4 separate regions of the Rattus norvegicus genome follow, and all the other regions are linked to region 2. A link is a contact called in public Hi-C data. All regions are on one chromosome and are shown on one strand. Each heading gives the region's core, a stretch centred on a gene start, on an enhancer-like site or on the middle of the called end of the contact. The rest is flanking DNA. Distances are from core to core; before and after follow the strand shown. Region 1 has its middle 14 kb from the start of Zscan2. Region 2 holds the start of Fes (FES proto-oncogene, tyrosine kinase). Region 3 overlaps Iqgap1 (IQ motif containing GTPase activating protein 1). Region 4 holds the start of Crtc3 (CREB regulated transcription coactivator 3).

Region 1 (2,920 bases), core at 28-2,527, 470 kb before region 2:
AGAGGGCTACATTGACATTGACCTCTGACCTCTGGCCTCACGAGCGAGTGAGTGCATAGGCAAGTGTACCTGGATACACAAAAGAGAAAGAAAGTCATGTACATTTGTAGAGAGACTCTCTGTAAGCACCACCTGTCAATAAAAAGCCAATGGCCAATGATCTGAGGCAGGAAGTGGGAGGTGGGACATTGACAGTTAGAGAGAGGATTCTGGGAAATAGTAAGAGGTAAAAGAGGGTGCCATGCGGGAGAAGAGATGGGAGACACACTGAGGAGACAGGTAAACCAGCCCGGTAGAGGAACTAGGAGAGATGCGGAAGAAGCCAGCGGGTACTGAAGGAGAGGTAACTAACCAAGTGGTAGGCATAGAATAGATTAAATGGTGAAATAAGTTAAGAGCTACTCAGGGAATGAGCCAAAGTTTATGGCCTAGGAATTTAATAATAACTAGTCTCAGAGTCATCATTCTGGGAGCCAGGGCTGGGAAAGGAAAACTTGGAATTTAAAAATCAGTTTTCGGGGCTGGGGATTTAGCTCAGTGGTAGAGCGCTTGCCTAGGAAGCACAAGGCCCTGGGTTCGGTCCCCAGCTCCGAAAAAAAGACCAAAAAAAAAAAAAAAAAAAAAAAAGACTAAAAATCAGTTTTCTGGCTGGGGATTTAGCTCAGTGGTAGAGCGCTTACCTAGGAAGCGCAAGGCCCTGGGTTCGGTCCCCAGCTCCGAAAAAAAAAAAAATCAGTTTTCTACACAATTCCAAGTTTCCAGGTTAAACAGTGTACAGCCTTTCTGCTTCTGTGATTCCCCACCCTCCCTTCACTCTGCTTCTTTTGGAGGAGCCAGTGTGAAGCCAGAGGGATCCTTGTGTTCAGGTTCTAAGTCCAAATTAAAGGTCAGAATGTTTGCGAAGGAAATCCTGCAGTGCTGCGGAAGCTCTTATGCGTGTATTAGGCGTGGGGCAGATCTCTAAGAGGAAGAGGCAAGAAACAAATCCGCCTTGGGCTGGCTAGCCCCAGGCGCTATCACCGTCGTTTACTACGTCCTTTGCAAGTTCCTCAGTCTCCTCACTCCGTGGGCCAGCCAGCTGGAGGAAAGAAACCGAGCATGGAACTAGGTGGAGCTGCTTTTGCCGGTCACACCTCTCCGTCCCAGTTTATAGAGCAGCCTGAAAGCTGAAGAAGGAGATGTGGGGAATCCCCTGCTCGGAGAAAGAAACCGGTGGATAAGAGGAATGGGGGAGATCCCGCCTACTAAGCGGGAGCACGGGCGAGGAGCACACTTGGGAGTCCAGACTGGTGGGGAGGAGTAGAAAGAACGCGGAAGAGGTGGTGGCAAGCACAGAGTGCTCCCTTCCGGGCCCTGGGAGGTTAGAGAGCCTGAGCAAGGATGGAGCAGGATTGAGAAGGAAGGATTTTCTGATGAGGTTGTCCTGTGGAGGCGGGGAGCAGAGGAGGGGAAGGGCCCGTGAGCTTGCGTGGTAGAAACAGAACAAAAAAGTACACTGAAGTCGCCGTGGAAAAAGGCAAGACCCGTACAGTACAGACGCCTGGTAACTAGGATCCAAAACCATCAGAGAAAGGGGATAGTAAGGCGGGGACGTATTCTCTAGCTCCACCTACCTAAAGGGTGGGGCCTAAGGGTCTGAGGGCAACATACCAGGCACCCTATTGAAGGAGGGGTGTGGAGAGAGGGAAGGAAGGAGGGAGGGAGCTGCAGAGTGGCCTAGAGTAGAGGTTCTCAGCTAAGGCCTGATACCTTAACCATGATAAATCCTTTGTGCAATGAATGTAGGGAGAGACTCAGAATATGGCCTCTGGTGAATGACACCAGTGTGCTGGTTTGAATAGGAATGTATAACTTTGATTTTTTCAAATCCTATATTTTTTTAATCTTTCTTTTTATATATATTTTTTTTATGTGAGTATACCGTCCATCTCTTCAGATACATCCAAAGAGGGCATCGGATCCCATTACAGATGGTTGTGAGACAGTCAGTGCTCTTAACCTCTGAGCCATCTCTCCAGCCCCTAAAATCCTATTTTTAATGATGGTTCTTTTTTTTTTTTTTTTGGTTCTTTTTTTTTTTCGGAGCTGGGGACCGAACCCAGGGCCTTGCACTTCCTAGGTAAGCGCTCTACCACTGAGCTAAATCCCCAGCCCCGTTAATGATGGTTCTTAAATGCTTTAACCTCCATTGTAGCCCACCACCCACCAGATGTGGTGGAAAAGAAAAGGTTCGCAGAAGTGGACCTGTTTAGATTCTTTGGAGCAACTCCCGTCTGTGTTGTCTGGAAATTGGCAGTTCCGCTCACAGGTTAGCAGCAGCTCTATTCACCCACACTTCACAGATACACAGATACACCAGCAACCCAGTTCAGCAGAGTCAGGATAGCAAACATGAATCGCAGCAGTGGCACTACCCAGCAGAGACAGCCATGCCTCAGCCTTGGCTCCAGTCAGCAGGAGGAACAGTTCTCAGCTGTGCCTTTCTCAGGGAAGCAAAGATCAGCAAAGATGCCCTTCATTCTATTTGTGCCCTCCAAACACCACACACCCTCCACAGGTCTTGCCTCAGTATGTGTCTTGCGTCAGCATTTAAGTCTGTCTCAGCTGACATCACTCTGCCGGTCAGCCTGAGTCCACAGAAGCTGCAGCACACTACCAGAAGTTTTTTGGTGCATTTCTCTCTATGGAATCCCAGCAAATGGAGCTCACTATGAAATGTAAGGCGAACTAATACATACATGGCCTTAGCAAAGAATCCTTCATTGTGTGTCCTTTCACATGCTGGTTTTAGCAGAACATCCTTTCTCCTGTGTCTGCTTCAGTGAAACATTCCTTCACAAGTCTGCCTTAGTCTTTCACCTGTATTCGCTTTGGGAAAACACTCCTTTATGTGTTTGCCCCAGCAAAACACCAACCAACA
Region 2 (2,741 bases), core at 222-2,721:
AATCAGTCCCCTCCCACTTGGGCCTCCTCTTTTCTTTTTCCTAGCCCTTCTCGGTACCCAACCTACCTGTCCAGGGGTGCCCCTTGCTCTCCTGCCCACCCCTAGCGGCCATCCAGGCTGGTTTTGTAAGATGCTGGGTTGGTGCACAGTCATTTTTTTTTCCTTGTAATTTAAACAGGCCTGGCATTGTTGGTTCTATTTAATGGACACGAGATAATGTTAGAGGTTTTAAAGTGATTAAACGTGCAGACTATGCAAACCAAGCCTGGTCTCCAGTGTGTTGCTCTTCCTTTTCTCAGGACCCTTCACTGTGTTCAACTGGGGGAAGGGGTTGGAGCTAGGGGCCAGTTTGGCTTAGTGGTGTCTTGACGGCCTGCAGACAGGCCTAACTGCCTCCAAGAGGTCTAGTCTAAGGGGGCCAGAGTGAGGGATCTGTGTGCTGCTTGGTTTTATGACACAGCCAGTGTCACCTGGGAAGAGAAGCTTCAGTTGAGAGTTCGCCTCCATCGGATTGGTCTGTGGGCAAGTCTGTGCCGCATTTTGATTGGTGGCTGAGGAAAGGCCTATCATACTGGGGTGGCTACCACAGGCAAGGGTCCTGGGGTGTATATGAAAGCAAAGAGGGCAGTGAGCAGTGTTCTCCTGTGGTTCCTGTTTCCAGTCCAGCCCCCTGACTTCCCACAATGGACTCTTAAACCAGACAGCCCCTTTCTCCCCAAGTTGCTTTCAGTTCAGGGGTTTGTCACAGCTGGGCACACTCACCTTTAATCTCAGCATTTGAGAGGCAGAGGTAGGGGATCTCCTAGTTTGAGGCCAGCCCATGTACACAGCAAGTTCTAGGGCAGACAGGACCACATAGAGGGACCCTTTCTCAAAAGAAAAGAAACAGCGAGTCGGGACTGAATGGCTGAGGGAACCTGAGTTCCTCTTGGGGAAATAATTTCTCCTCAGTCCTATGCCCTGTGCTGCCCAGGCTGCCACTGAGACTGAAAGCCCTGCCCCGGGCGTCGAGAGAAAACGGAACCTGTGTCTGAGGAGCAAGCCTCTGTTTTGGATTTTTACTTGGAGATTTAATATGCAAATAGAGGCTGGCGCCTGAGCTCTCCTTAGGGAATCCAGAGGAGAGACAGGACTAGGCTTCCTTCCTCTCCTGGGTCCCCCTGGCACCCTAGCATGCTGTCAGGGTTCACATGAGTCCCCAGACTCCCCACACCCTGGGTGCACCCAGCACCTTGCCTGAGGCCTCACCTTGATTCCATCCCCACTGCATTTTTGGGTTCTTTACACCGCGTTCACAGGACCCTGGGGAGTGCCTGGTGCGCAAGCTACTCTTCGCATGGCCATTCTTTGCCGGCCTCCTCCTCCCTTCCGTTTCCGTGGCTGAGCTGTCGCTGTAGGCTGTGGCCCAGGGCACGCAGAGTGGGGAGCAGGATGGGGGGTGGGCTGTGCTCTCTCTTCCCTACAGTGGACCCGCCCCGCGGCCTACAGCAACTGAAACCACGGAGGAGGAAGCAGGAATCAGGAACTGGCCGGGTAGATTCTGGGCTGTTAGTCGGTCCACTGCCACCTGTCCCAGGAGCAGCTGCCCAAGAAAGGTAACTCCACCTTCGAGATCCAGGAATCTATGTATGACACGGGCAGGGGTGGGCACCGGAAAGGGGCCAGGCGGGTGTTCTGGGAACCTGAGACCTGATGAGGGTGGGGCTAGGAGCTTGGGAAGAGCAGGAAAGCCCAGTAACAGGATTTCTTCGGTGGCTCCCTGAGGCCGCCGTCCAGCACTGTTGAAGGCCCTGTGCAGGGTTTGGTAACATCCAGGCGTGGTGTGAGTGAAAGACACTAGTAGGGATCTCCTGTCTGGTTCCTGGAAACCGGACCACTGGCTCTGAGACTTGGTCTGGTTCATCGGAAGCAGAGGGACCGGCCCCATCCCAGGCTACTGTCTGTACCTCTTGATATTTTTTTCTGAGCAGGACCCCACCCATGTTGCGCCCTTAGCCCTCTTGGGCCTTACTAGCCCTTAGCCTCATGGTCCTGTTCTTCCATCTCCAGCTGCTTCTTTGTCTCCACTGAATGACCCCGCTTCTGTTCCCAGGACACCATTATGGGCTTCTCTTCAGAGCTGTGCAGCCCCCAGGGCCACGGGGCAGTGCAACAGATGCAAGAAGCTGAGCTTCGTTTATTGGAAGGGATGAGGAAGTGGATGGCGCAGAGGGTCAAGAGTGACCGGGAATATGCAGGATTGCTTCACCACATGTCCTTGCAAGACAGCGGGGGCCAGAGCTGGAGCAGTGGCCCTGACAGCCCTGTCAGCCAGGTGAGCTGCCATGCACTCCCCCTTAGAGGTGGGGTTGGAGATGTTACAAACCCACTTGCTGGCCATTGCCATGTTCTTCCTGCTTCCCAATCCCACAATGTGCCATAGTCCTGGGCAGAGATAACAAGCCAGACGGAGAACTTGAGCCGGGTACTGCGGCAGCATGCAGAAGATCTGAACTCAGGGCCCCTGAGCAAGCTGAGCGTGCTGATCCGGGAGCGGCAGCACCTGAGAAAGACTTACAACGAGCAGTGGCAGCAGCTGCAGCAGGAGCTCACCAAGGTAGGTGTGCACCAAAGGACTCTTTCACAATCGGGCGCAGTTTTGCACAAGAGTGCCTAGGGAAGCAGAAGTCACTGACCGACCGCAGGCCTAGTTCCAGGATGGCCTGTGTGGCTCTGCTGCAGCTTCCGCCTTTCCTCTTACA
Region 3 (3,019 bases), core at 484-2,983, 350 kb before region 2:
TACTGTCTCAAACGAAACAGAAAGTATTGTCAGGAGGCAGTGACAGAGGCAGGAGGATTAGGAGTTAGGTTAGCTTCAGCTACACAGAGAGGCTTTACCTCAGGGGAAAATGATGTGATGGTCCTGGTCCAACCATGACCCTTACACCTGAGTGAGCAGGTTCTGTGAGTGCCAGGAAGTGCTTCCAGAGGGACATCTATAGGTCGGTAGATTCTGAGATCAGTTTAACTTTAATTTGTGTTTGGCATCTCACAGGTCAAAGGTGGATCAGATTCAAGAAATCGTGACAGGAAACCCTACAGTTATTAAGATGGTTGTAAGCTTCAACCGTGGTGCCCGGGGCCAGAATGCCCTCCGGCAGATCTTGGCTCCTGTTGTGAAGGAAATTATGGATGACAAGTCTCTCAACATCAAAACCGACCCCGTGGACATTTACAAGTCTTGGGTTAATCAGATGGAGTCTCAGACAGGAGAAGCGAGGTATGGTGATATTTTGTGTGTTTGCTGTTTTCTGTATCTTTTTCAAAAAGCAGTTACTTTCGATTTACAAAGGAATGGTTTTTCAAACAACTTTTCCTGCCAGGCATGAGGTGGGTGCCTCATGTTCACAGTCTTACTCAGCACTAGAGGTCTAGAGGCAGAAAGCTCAGTCCTAGCTACATAGTGAGTTCTGGGCCAGCATAGACTACAGAGAAAACACACACACACACACACACACACACACACACACACACACACACACACCCTCTCTCTCTCTCATTTCCTTTGAGAACTATGCTGTAAGTTGTTAAGTTGATAATTCGCTTATTTAGCAAATACTTACTGAGTGCCTGCTATATGCTAGCACTGTTAGATACATGTAGGATTAAACATAACAGTGAGTGAGGCATGGATAGCATAGCCCTACAGGTAAGGCTCTTCCTGTGTGATTCTGGAGAACTGAATTTCATCTCCAGAGTCCACATAAACGTGAGGAGAACCATCACCTCCGATGATGATGATGATGATAACTATAATAGTAATTGAAGCAGATTTATTGAAGCCTTACTCCTTCATAGCTTATTGGGGAACAGAGACAACAAACAGATAAATAAAAATTACATCCATGGAAAGGCTTTAAAACTTTTGTAAGGTATTCTACCAGAGTACAGGAGAGTGCTAATGTTGACAGGCAGTTAGGGAAACCATCCGCTGAGGTGGGACTTTTTTGGGGGAATGCCCTGCTGCAGAGGGCCTAGCACTTGAAAAGACCCGGCTGTAACTGGAGCAGTTGGATGGGAAGGGCTGTGTATTTGGGATCAGGAGGAAAAGATGTGGGTAGGGTGAACCATGATCTGTGCCTGGGTAGAGCTTAACCAGGAATACATTAGTTATGGGAGATGAGTCGGCCATAGTGAACTCTATCTACCACAGACAGACAGACAGACAGACAGACAACAAAGGCATGTCAGTCAATCAAATTTGGTAAAGCCAGGAAAACAAAAGTTCAGAGAGCCATGCTGCTGCTCTTGCTGTTACTCAGGTTGGGGAGGACCCAGAGACTAGATGTGTGGGACTCCGGTGCACCAGGGCGGGTTAGATGGCAGGAAGCGTGCTGGGTAGCTTTCGCACCACTTGCCATTCGATGACATGGTGGTGCATGCGTGTAAAGCCAGCATTGTGGAGGATGGGGCAGATATTCAGAATGAGCGAGACCCTCTCTCAGCCAAACCAAACCAAACCAAAAAATGTGTCACTGTAGATGAGTCACGAAGTGTTCTGAAGCGTTAAGACACACCATTGAGTTGAGTGTTCTGTAGTCTTAACACTGGGAGTCTGATCTTTTCTGGGCATCGTGGAAACTTTTCTGTGTTTTTGGTTTTTTTTTTTTTTTTCCTGTGCTGGGACTTGAACACTCAGCTCAGCTCTCAGCTCCACCACCTGCCTCTGCTCACTGCCTTTGTCTGTCTGGGAAGTGTGGCCTGTCACCCAGGCCATTCTTAGATAGCGGCCCCATGAACACTGCTCAAGGTCACTAAGTCAATCGGTCATTTACAAATCTGAATTCTACTAGCCAGTTCAGTAGTTTTTTCTTGTTAGTGTCTGTAAGAAAGTAGTGTTTCCTGATTTTCACAAAATGGAAACTGATGCTTTTTTTTTTTGGTTCTTTTTTTCGGAGCTGGGGACCAAACCCAGGGCCTTGCGCTTCCTAGGTAAACGCTCTACCACTGAGCTAAATCCCCAGCCCCCTGATGCTTTTTTAATTCCAGTACCTGTGAGGTATGTGAAGCCACCTGACATATAATCATCATAGGTCCCCACTTTTCCCTTCTCCTTAGCCTCCCCACACAGTACTTAATCATATATTACAAATACCGTCCTGGATCTCATTCAGCATGCTAGGACAGTCATGCCCCTGTCTGCTTATCTCAGTTTACCATGGTGACCATACCCAACTCGCCACACGCTGGTAGCTGGAGCGGATGAAGTTTATCAAAATCCTTGAAGTAGCAATCACGGGGCTCAATCAAGATGCCAGCAAGGAACATCTGTTCCTTGGCTTCTTCAATTTCTGGTGGCCTTTGGCCCTGATTGGCTTGTGGCCCTGTGATTGTAGTCTCTGCCTCCCTGGTTGCCTCTGCTCCCCTCTGTATACTAAATCTCCCTGTCTCTCTTACTAGGTCACCTACTTTATATTTAGGGAGCACTTGGATAATCTATGAAAATCAGTGCTCCTTTTTTAACCTTGAAAATACCAGAAACCTCCCTGTATTTCTTTTTATCTTTCAGCTCCTTGTCTTTATTTCCTTCTTGTTACATGTAGGCCCATGTTGTAGCACATCTGCCATTCCTATGCCAATCTGTCTGTCTCTGTCTGTCTGTCTGTCTCTCTCTTCCTTCCTCCCTCCCTGCGTCCCTCCCTCTCTTTCCTTTTGGACAAGTCCTTCTGTATTCCAGTCTGGCCTTAAATACCCTGTGTACCTGAAGATGACTTTGAACTCAGATCCTTCGCCTCCGCCTCCCAAGTATGAATTGTAGA
Region 4 (2,720 bases), core at 42-2,541, 310 kb before region 2:
TCCCTCGGTCGGTAAAGGTGCCTGCCACCAACCTGAGTAAGATGCAGGGAACCTGAATAGTAGAAGCAGAGAACCCACTTCTGCCAGCTGTTCTCTGGCTGCCACCAGTCAGCTTGGCGGATGTCAGCACACATGCATGCCTGTGCGTTTGTATAGCTCAGGGTGGCTTTCTTCTCATTATGTAGTCAAGAAGGACCTTGAACTACTGATCCTCCTGCCTCCAACTCCCAACTGCTGGGATTACAGGCATTTGCCATAATAGCCTCATTTCTATATAAATTTTAAACATAAAACTTCCTATTTCACACAGAGTAACTGGATTAATAAATCATTCACAATCAAAGAGAGAACAGCACAATCAGTATGTGTTAATTTTGAAAAATAAGAACAGTAATGATTGACATCACCATAAACATAGTTACTTTTTATGGAGACAAAGAAGAATGAGGTGGGGCTTTTTAAAAAGATAAACTCCAAGCATATGAAGCAAAATGACTTTTAAAAAGTTTTGTATGTGTATGTGTGCATTTAGGTATGTGCTCGCCACGGCCCGAGTGTGGAGGTCAAAGGACAATTTTCAGGAGTCAGTTATCTGCTTCTACATGAGTCATTTAGCTGGCCCCAAAATGCCTTTTAAATTTTATTTGCAGTGCTGGAATCAAACCCAAGGGCCTAAGGCTTGACATACAAGCGCTCTACAGCTGAACACCATCTCCAGGCCCTGCAAAAATGTTTTGATGGTTTAATCATGAGGTGTGTGGGCGTTATTAATGTTATTTTCTGTACTTCTCCGCATGTCTCTAATGCGTCCTAATTTACAAAACACAGTCCTCTGCTCAACACTCTCCAGGACATGTTGGTGTACAATTATGTTGGAAGCGCTTCTGGGCTGAAAAGGGGAAACCTGATGAGGCTGTTTTAAAACACATAAAACACAGTTGAAGGGACTGGAGAGATGGCTCAGTTAAGAGTACATACCGCTCTCGCAGAGGACTGGTGTTTAGTTCCTAGACCAGTGGGATCTCCGTGGGTGTCTGCACGCACATGTACATACGTACATATCCACACTGAGGGATGTGGGGAGTGGTACTCAGCGGCTTTCACACATAGGCGCGGCTTAGCTTTGCTGATGGGATGTAGGTGTGAGAAGTCCCGAAGCAGGCTGGGGACAGCGGGCTCAGCCCTTGGTCCGCTCGCCCGAGGCCCGGCTCCGCGGCGGGGAGGCCGGGCTTCGGGGCCCGGAGGCCGGGCGGGCCGCGCCGAGGGCGGGGCCGGCGCGCGGGGGCGGACCTCGGCGCGCTCCCGGCCGCTTGCTGGCTCTGGGGCCGCGGCGGCTCCTCTGCCGGGTCGCGCCGGAGGACAGGCTTCGGGCGGCGGCTTGGACGGCCTGCGGACCGAGCGGGTGGGCCGAGCCTTGGAACCCCACGCTTGCCGTCTGCCTTGCCCGCTAGCGCGGGGCGCGCGCCATGGCCGCCTCGCCCGGCTCGGGCAGCGCCAACCCGCGGAAGTTCAGTGAGAAGATCGCGCTGCACACGCAGCGGCAGGCCGAGGAGACGCGGGCCTTCGAGCAGCTCATGACCGACCTCACCCTGTCCCGGGTGAGCTTCGGGGTTGGCGCGGGCGGTGCGGGTGGGTCCGCGCGGCAGGAGAGAGGTCGCCCGGCCGAGGAGGCGTCGGCAGCGGGGACGGGCGGGGGCCGCGGCCTCAGTTCTTGCCGGCCTGGCGACACCAAATGCGGCTTGCGATCTCGGTGGACGGGCCTTCGGTGCGGTGAGCTGGAAACGGCCGAGTCCGGGGAGGCGGGCAGCGGGGCCGGGCGGCCTAAGCGGGAGGATGACCCCGAGAGGAAATCGCACGCAGCTGCAGCTCGGAGGCCGGACCGAGGCGCGCCTGGTTCGGGCGGTGCGGCTTCTCAGTGGACACCCACCGCTAGCGAGCCCTTGGCTCTCTGCGTGGAAGGCCTCGGGGGCTTGAGGGTCGCACATCGTCCCCGAGGGGAAGGCTCGGTGCACTCACAAGTGAATCGACGGCTGGCCCCTGAGTGGCAGCGGGCCTTGGTACCACGATGTAATTCGGTGGCTTTCCCACTTTCGCCTCTTGGAGGTGCTTTACGTGGTCCGGTGCATTTGTTCAGCATCAGATATTTAGTGAGAACTGACAGGGTGTCTAGCGCAGATGGTGACCACGGAGGGACTCAGAAGAATGAGTAAGAGAGAGTCGGGGCAAACACCTGGGAGGCTAGACAACTGGAGCGGACCGCAGAGGATGGAGAGCGCAGGAGTGTCTGGTGCAGACCGCAGAGGGTCAACGTGTGTGGGCAGCCTTGAGGATTCTGAGTGCTGGCCTTGAAGGCACATTGTCAGATGGGGGAGGCTGTGAAGATTCTGGGGGTGAGAGCAGATTGCAAGCTGGTTGTTTCCCTGCTTCCTGAGGTGCAGACGTACTATATTTTGGCCACCAAACACTGTGTTGTTTTGGGACTTAAAAAAACAAAAACAAAAAAAAACCCAAAATCTGTTGCCAGGGTTTAAATCAGGAGTTTTTTCTTTGAGCATAAACTTAATATAAACTAAACTAACATAAATCTATAGCATAAACCAAATTGACTTACTTTAAAAATTAAGAGAGCTGGAAACGATCTCGAATGTCAGTCACCACCCGCAAGTGGAGTATGAACTCTGTTTTGCCATAAATACAGTTCACACCATTCACTGTTACAG

What was found. A called contact is a pair of places that touch in the nucleus more often than the background predicts.
Region 1: a Hi-C map of the A7r5 cell line shows a contact between it and region 2, with 13 times the contacts expected there. The contact joins the enhancer-like site here to the promoter of Fes in region 2. A contact is called at or near these places in 10 of 12 Hi-C or Micro-C datasets (the A7r5 cell line, the Rat2 cell line, Schwann cells and 6 more).
Region 3: a contact with region 2 is called in a Hi-C map of Schwann cells, with 9 times the contacts expected there. The contact joins the enhancer-like site here to the promoter of Fes in region 2. A contact is called at or near these places in 5 of 12 Hi-C or Micro-C datasets (the A7r5 cell line, Schwann cells, frontal cortex and 2 more).
Region 4: a Hi-C map of liver shows a contact between it and region 2, with 3 times the contacts expected there. The contact joins the promoter of Crtc3 here to the promoter of Fes in region 2. A contact is called at or near these places in 6 of 12 Hi-C or Micro-C datasets (Schwann cells, frontal cortex, kidney and 3 more).

What each region holds. Positions count from the first base shown.
Region 1 is chr1:144,227,993-144,230,912 of GRCr8, reverse strand. No RefSeq gene overlaps it. Among named protein-coding and RNA genes, the nearest start is that of Zscan2, 14 kb to the left of the region's middle. Within about 2 kb of position 1,277, at least 37 of the 93 cell types and tissues checked have an H3K27ac peak or open chromatin away from gene starts, as enhancers often do. A contact at or near this core is called in the A7r5 cell line, kidney and liver, where this site is marked.
Region 2 is chr1:143,754,911-143,757,651 of GRCr8, reverse strand. It overlaps Fes (FES proto-oncogene, tyrosine kinase), which reads left to right and starts at 1,471. Exons shown (of 19, transcript NM_001108488.1): 1 at 1,471-1,595; 2 at 2,093-2,314; 3 at 2,423-2,596. The coding sequence starts at 2,102. It overlaps Furin (furin (paired basic amino acid cleaving enzyme)), which reads left to right. Exons shown (of 16, transcript NM_019331.2): 16 at 1-261. It overlaps LOC102553801 (a long non-coding RNA gene), which reads right to left and starts at 1,383. Exons shown (of 2, transcript XR_350524.5): 1 at 1,249-1,383; 2 at 1-866.
Region 3 is chr1:144,108,140-144,111,158 of GRCr8, reverse strand. Iqgap1 (IQ motif containing GTPase activating protein 1) reads left to right here. Exons shown (of 38, transcript NM_001108489.1): 26 at 256-480. Among named protein-coding and RNA genes, the nearest start is that of Crtc3, 45 kb to the right of the region's middle. Within about 2 kb of position 1,733, at least 3 of the 93 cell types and tissues checked have an H3K27ac peak or open chromatin away from gene starts, as enhancers often do. A contact at or near this core is called in Schwann cells, where this site is marked.
Region 4 is chr1:144,062,859-144,065,578 of GRCr8, reverse strand. It overlaps Crtc3 (CREB regulated transcription coactivator 3), which reads left to right and starts at 1,291. Exons shown (of 15, transcript NM_001427241.1): 1 at 1,291-1,598. The coding sequence starts at 1,467. It also overlaps the pseudogene LOC103691178.